2 separate regions of the Rattus norvegicus genome follow, and region 2 is linked to region 1. The links are chromatin contacts, called in public Hi-C maps. All regions are on one chromosome and are shown on one strand. The core of a region is the stretch at or near the end of the contact, and the rest is flanking DNA. Distances in the headings are between cores, read along the strand shown.

What was found. Hi-C and Micro-C count contacts between places; a contact is called where the count stands out from the background.
Region 2: a contact with region 1 is called in a Hi-C map of frontal cortex, with 2.0 times the contacts expected there. The contact joins two enhancer-like sites.

What each region holds. Positions count from the first base shown.
Region 1 is chr13:79,459,340-79,463,051 of GRCr8, reverse strand. It overlaps LOC120096206 (a long non-coding RNA gene), which reads left to right. Exons shown (of 4, transcript XR_005492368.2): 4 at 1-370. Among named protein-coding and RNA genes, the nearest start is that of Atp1b1, 120 kb to the right of the region's middle. Within about 2 kb of position 1,666, at least 34 of the 93 cell types and tissues checked have an H3K27ac peak or open chromatin away from gene starts, as enhancers often do.
Region 2 is chr13:79,975,334-79,978,959 of GRCr8, reverse strand. No RefSeq gene overlaps it. Among named protein-coding and RNA genes, the nearest start is that of Tbx19, 29 kb to the left of the region's middle. Within about 2 kb of position 1,474, at least 16 of the 93 cell types and tissues checked have an H3K27ac peak or open chromatin away from gene starts, as enhancers often do.

The DNA.
Region 1 (3,712 bases), core at 417-2,916:
CCATCCTGAACCACAAAATTCAAGGTTCATCTCGAGGACGAAGAACAAAACAGAAGGAACTTGGGTTCCTGGTGGTCATGTGACTGTTAGAGGCGTTTACCTGGGCATCAAAGGGAAATGAACTTATCACGACCAATCCATTCCCATCATTCCTTCAAGGTGTCTCGAGACTGCTGACGGCTCTCATGCATTTATTCAATCACGTGGAAACAAGAACAGACTGCCCAGCATGGCCTTGTCTCGGGAAACATTTTTAAGCATGTGAAACTCCAGCACCGCTATGTGCCTGTTATGGAATGGAATTAATTTTGTTTTTATTTCTGCATTCAGAAATAGATTTTTCTGAATAATAAACATCCAGTAATGCTTATCAACTCTGTTTGACGTTAACAGTATGGAATGAGGAAGACTGTGATAAGCTGAGCCCCTGAGAATAATGCTGTTTAAACTTTCGCATGAAGGCGAATGGCCTGTTGCTGGGTCCGAGGCTCAGAGAGTTTTGAATGAGTACACCAGGGCCCTGGAGATGTTGTATCCTTAGCAAGTTCCAGAGAACTGGTCTAAGTTAGATGCTACCACAGTTAGAGAACAGAGGCAAGTCGTTGTCCTCTCCACTTACATGTGCATAGATGCCTCTAAAACTATGTAAGCTGGGCTGGAGACATGGCTCAGTGGCTAAGAGTCCTTGCTGCTCAGGTGTGAGGATTTGAACTCAGATCTCCAGCACCTATGCACAGAGGTCTAGGTGTGGGCTTGTGAAACGATGACCCCAGTGCTGGTTGGGAGAGGGGCAGAGACTCAAGAGGATGTCTGGGGCGTGATGGCCACAAGCCTAGCCCCGAAATGACAAGTCCATGTTCAGAGAGAGACCATACCACTAGGCACTAAAGTAGAAAGCAACAGAAGAGGGCACCTGACCGCCTCCTCTGGCCTGTGCCTGCTCAAGTGGGTACGCACCTGCTTGAGCGTGTACATGCAGCCCCACAAGTGCACACACACAAACTGAGGCTTTCTGTATTCCCACAGCAGGATAGATCATTGAAGAACCAGGGTCACCTGAATTGGAGTTGGGACCGTGGGTGGGTCCAAGAGGGCAGTGTGAACATCCACAAAGCTACCAGTGGCTGCCAGTCTGTGGTCCACGTGAGTCCACAGTTGCTGTCCATATCGCCCAGGGGTATGCTGTGCCCCCACAGCAGTGGCATTGCGGTGGCCTCTTCAAAGCTGAGACCGCTGAGCCGTAGACGAATGACAGCAATTTGGGGAGACTTTCAGCTTTTTAGCTGTCACAGATAAGTATACAGTGAATGTTCCAGAAAAGAACGAACCAAAGAAACAAGATGGGAGCTTGCCATTCAAGCTCAGCCTCAATGCACGTCTGCGAGCTCACCACCCTCCTCCAACTAAATTACTACCCCTGTGTGCCTCCCACACAGAGATACCAGTGTTGCCAAGGAGTGTGGGTTAAAATGCAACCCTGGTGAGCTCATCCACTTCAGTAAAAATGTGTATGAGATTTTATGTCGACAGCAGGGCAGAATAAGTGGTTTTTGCAAGCCTGGAAATAAATTATTGGCTGTCTAAACATCTACCAAATTTAGATGCCAGCGGAACTAAAGACTTCTTCCTCCTTTCTTTTCCTGTTCCTCCTCCTTTCTCCGTTTTCTCTTCCTCTGCCCATGCTGTCTCCTTCCCCCTCATCCCCGCCCCTTGGAACAATCAGGGCTTTTAAAGCACTGCTTGGCCCCATCCTCAACAGTACTCCCTCTTCTCTACTTCAGAGGCAGAGCTACAAAGATGCTCACATGCTCTCCCCAGGCTGGGGTGTTGCAAATGTCCTACTATATTAGCACTCACTGTGGATTCTTACCTAACTCGTTCTTACCTAGGATGGCTGAAAATAACAGGTCCCCAGTTCTAACATTTACCAGACACAAGAGCCCTCTTTTCCATCAACTTAATGTTTGTCTATCTGTTTGTTGGCAATATAAGCCCACTGATGTTCTTTTTATTTTTCAGATTTGGTAAGAACTTATTCAATATCTCTCCCCTTCTTCCTTCCTTTCTAATAGAGCAAACGACTACAAAGTCCTTTTTGTTTCTGTGCTGGAACTGCCATTTCTTGTTCCTGGTTCCTTTTATTACAAATTTGTATTGATGAATTGAGGTCTGTGGTACTGAAAAGACAGCTCAGCAATTAAGAGCACTGTCTGCTCTACCAAAGGACCAAAGTTCAATTCTTACCACTTGCATGGCAGCTCATAACCACCTGGAACTCCAATCCCAAGACCCAAAGCCCTCTTCTGGCCTCTGTGTGCACTACACACACACACACACACACACACACACACACACACACACACACACACACACGGTGCACAGGTAAAGACATAGATAAAACATCCACACATACATATTTTTTTAAAAGATAAATTGGGAGGGTTGGGAGTTTAGCTCAGTCTAGCAAGTGCAAGGCCCTGGGTTCAATCCTCAGCTCCGGAAAAAAAAGATAAATTGGGGTCTTGTATGATAGTTGAAATATACATATAATAATTAATATAAGTGAGTAAATGTGTAGATGGACACATATTTACATAAACATGTATATCGTCTCAAAATCATGATTCATATAGATGCTGTTAATACAATCTAAGCTTTTGAGATTTTTCCTTGCCTACCCCTTCCATACATGTCCTTTGACCACAGTGAGTTACTTTAGCTCTCAGAAGATGCATACAGTGGCTCATATTCTTAGTCCTATAAAATAGCAAAAGTAGACTCAGACTTCTTTGTCCATCCAGGTAGAAGAAGGAATTCTACTCAGAAGTTTAGAATCTCCTAGCTTCTCTCCACTGTTGAAGACTTAGGATATATTGTAAAGGCCATGTTCATAACTATCTGGTTTCCTCCTTCTGTGTGGTTACACAAATTCTCTGAAGTGTCCTGAAGGTCTGCTTGCTTCGGCTTACTCTCAATGAAGGTCTTTTTCTCCTTCCCTCCTGTTTGCTTCACTGGTGTTTTGGTTTAATTTTGGTTTTATTTTGTTTTGGGGTTTTATTTGTTATTTTGTTTTTATTACTTACTTGATGGTTGATTGGTTGTTGTTTTTTTTTTTTTTTTTTTTTGAGACAGAGTCTCTATAATAGCCCTGGCTCTCCTGGAACTTGCTTTGTAGACCAGACTGGCCTCAAACTCAGAGATCTGTCTGCCTTTGCCTACCAAGCACTAGGATTAAAGGCATGTGCCCCCACTGCCCAGCTTCAACTGTACATATTTTTTAAGGTACACCATACAAGTTCCTTCAAATAACAAAACTGCACATAAAGTTATTCCTAGATAAACACCACCCCTTCCCATACTCACTTTTTTTCCTTTCCAGCCCCATCATTTTATGTTTTCTGGTTTATTCGTATTTCTTTTGATAAAGAAAAATATGTGCATATTTAGGCATCCTCTTCTTTCTTTCCCAAAGGAAAGACGCCACATGTGTTCCTTTGATTTTGCTTTCTTAATCTTTAACAGCTTGATTTGATGCACACCCCACTGCAGTTTGTAGATACCGTTCTCGTTCTTTACATGAACTATGGCATTTTACATGTGGAGATTTAATTAGATCATATATATATATATATATATATGTATATGTATATATGTGTGTGTATATATATATATATATCTTTGGCATTTTTTTAACAGTAAAGATACATACTTA
Region 2 (3,626 bases), core at 225-2,724, 520 kb before region 1:
CACAAAATATGCTGCAGACGAAACATTCAGGGCGCTCTATGAACTGATTTTATATTTAAAGGGTGTAAGTGGGAGAAAAACTTCGCACTTGTCACGATGAGACTCTGGATTGGGAGGCCATTGCCATGTGAGGTCACTGTTTGGTGAGCCTGCCTCCAGGGTGGTCATGAACAAGGTGTCTTTCTCTGCAGAGGATAAGGTCAGCTCCCCTCTCCTGTGGACTTTTTAGTGGAAACCCAGGATGGCTTGGGCTCGTGCTGGGCTAGGCATTTACATTACTACACGGGGACATATGCTTGAGGGGTAACCAGGAGGGGGTTAAGATCCTGACTTTTATCAAATGGAGGATGAATATTTTTATGAAACGAAGTAGAGGAGTCCACCTGGTAGTGGTGGCACCCACCTTTAGTTCCAGCACATGGAGGCAGAGGCAGGAGGACTTCTGTGAGTTCGAAGCCAGCCTGGTTTACAGAGCGAGTTCTAGGACAGTCAGGGCTACACAGAGAAACCCTGTCTGGAAAACCAAAACAGGAAAGTTGAGAGAGGAGAGGAAAAGGAGCAGAAAGCTTCCAGACCCCTTACATTCCTACCGCTGCAGTTCTCAAATCCATCTGTAGGTGGAGCTATTGCTCAACACATTTATTTATGGAAGGAAACCTGAAGACCCAGCCGCTGCCGCTGTTTCTTCATTGCAGTTAACCTTGTATGTTTATCTCAGTTTTATTGGAAGCACCCCCAAGCCCTTGTTTGCACCCGGATCCCTAGGTACACTTGCATGTGTCCTTAAGAGTTTCCTTTTTCAAGCTGTAAAACCCCAGGCTTAGAGCATGGTCCAACAGAGGGCGAGATGTCACATAACAGATCAAAATTTAGATTTGCTGAGTCACGCAAGTCACAGGACTGGAACTCACCCGGTAAGACCTGGCCTCCAACAGGGTCCTGGGCATTATGCTAACCATTGACTTACATTTACACACTCACACTACACACATGTGCACCCATGCACATGCATGGGGGATTAAGAGACCCCCTCGGCTGTGACGTAGTCCCACTGCAGATGTAGCATTCCCACTGCAGAAGGAGCATTCACCTGGACCACTCTGCAGCGCCCTTATGGGAATTTGAAGGCAAGAGAACTGATGGGAAAATGGAGTATGAGCTGTCTAGTCTGACAAGGAAGTCCTTTGCTTCTGGCCCAGAAGGTAGGCGTGTGTGTGTGTGTGTGTGTGTGTGTGTGTGTGTGTGTGTGTCCAGTATCAGTGAAGCTTTGAAAGAAGAACTCATTATCTTGGGAGGATGACAGAAATCTTAGGTCATTCTCAGTTGTCTCCTCCTCTTCCCCCTCTTGAAAAAAAAATTAATTTAATGGTGCATATCTGTGAAGTTTGTCTTTGTGTGGGTTGTAGATGTGGGGAGATGCCTGTGGAGGCCAGAAGAGGGCATCAGATTCCCTGGAATTGGAGTTTCAGGTGATTGTGAAATACCGGATACGGATGCTGGCAGCCCAATTCTGGTCCTCTATGAGAGGACCTGTTAAGCACTGAGCCATCTCTCCGGCTCCCTCAACAGACACTTTAAAATGGCTTCCATGTTTATAAACCTCAATATAGCTATCGTTTTTGTAAAAATAAATAAGTAAGTAAATAAATAAGTAAAAATAAAAAAAATTGAGAGTCAATTTTCAAAACAAAAATGGCTTAAGTCATCCTAGGTCCAAATAGATACAAATGAACAGACAACATCGGTCCGGCTAAGGACTCCGACTCTAGCTGCCCTCATCTAGTAAGCTCAGACTTAATCATAGTGAAAAAAATTATCAGCAGCTCACCCTGTCCCATGTCCTACAGATGTGACAGGGTCATACTCTTGAAAAGCTTTAAACTAAACAGGTCATAAAGAGTCAAGATAAACCCACATGCCTGTAAGTGGTAAACGACGTGAACGGTTGTCCCCTTCCCGTGCTCACTGCACTCACGTGTCTGACTGAATGGGTGGCGTCTGACCTTGCAAGGTCGCTCTCACTGCCCAGTCTCCTTTGCTAATTATTAGGAGTGGGGCAGGGTATTTGCTCCTCACAATTTTAATTATTTTAGAATTCGTCTTTGGGTAACTTTCCCCTTCTGTGGAAACCTCAGCGTGTTTCTCTTCACCCTTCCTGAAGAGTTGATCTCTACTTGTTTTCTGTTACAAAGGGCTGCTGTGAAGGTCCTCCTACTGTCTGCTGCGAATGCCTGTGAGTGTCCACAGACCAGAGACTTCAGACTAGAAACGATCTTCACCACTTGCCACCTTACCCCTGTGGCTATTGTTACAATGTTTTCTAAATTGATTGAACCTGGTCACAGCTCCAGTGGTAACATGTTTCTAACCTTGGGTCCAGGGTGCAACTTGGCTCTTAATCTTTTCCAATTTTGAATCCTGTAACATTTTGTTCAGTTGTTTTAATTTTCACATTAGCTGGGAGTATCTTTTTATAGTTTTACTCTGACCAGAGTGCTTTCTTTTTCTGGAAAGTTTCTCAGTTTTCTAGGTCTGCAAATTCTTCTTCATCCCTTCTGGATAATACTCCTTTGTTGGCTTTAGGGACTCTTGCTTGGAGAGAACTTTCCTGAAGGGATGGAAGCAATATGACCGCATGATGTCTTAGCTTTTCATGCTGTCACTGAAGACCCAGAAGAAAGGAGACACACTGTGGCTGTGAGAGCCTGTGGCTCTCATGGGTGTCAAGAGGAACCCCATCTTACACACTTTACTATCCTTAACCTGTCCTAAAACGTGGGTCTAAATAGTGAGCTGGAAGCTAAACAGGAAAAGGCTTCTTGCCTCTTATCTGCAGGCTTGGGAGTTACTCGGGATCACGCCCACAGTGATTGGAGCTCACCTGGATCTAATGGAGAAAGAGGAACAGAGTGCTACCCCTGGATAGATAGTAGGTAAGGTACATCGGAGTCATGGTTAATACAAAACCACACCCTATGGCAACTACTGTGGCCGCTTTGTTAAAACACCATCACCACCATCACCACCACCACCACCACCACCACCACCACCACCACCACCACCACCACCACCACCACCACCACCACCACCACCACCTCCACCACCACCACCACCACCACCAACAACAACAACAAATTAATCTTTTATACCAGTCCAGGGTTGCTTTTACTGCTAACTTCTCAATTTTGGTTTTCTTGTTCTTTACTTTTGAACCAACTCTCCCCCAGATCTCAAGCTCACAGCTGAAACTAAGTCACCCCAGGCTTTAAGCAATCAAGCGAGAATTCAGACATGGGTAGAAAACCTTCCAAGTATTTTTCCCTCTTCCAGTTGATGCTTTGACTTTCCCCAACTTCATGGCTTTTTATCAATGATAAAGTATATTGAAGGTCCTGATTGGTTTTATAATAGTCTCAATTTGACCCTTTGAACCACCATTCTCCTTCACTGGGTGAAGCTCTACAACAGGGGAGTATCTCCTTTATCTTGTATTTCCCCAGACTAACCTAAACGTCTACAGTATGGCAGATTTTCGTCAGGGTTTGTGTGCTGAACTGTCTTCTTGGGTGACGTCATGTTTCTGTCCTTTAATGAGAATCCATCCTGCTGACTTCAGCAGGATATGC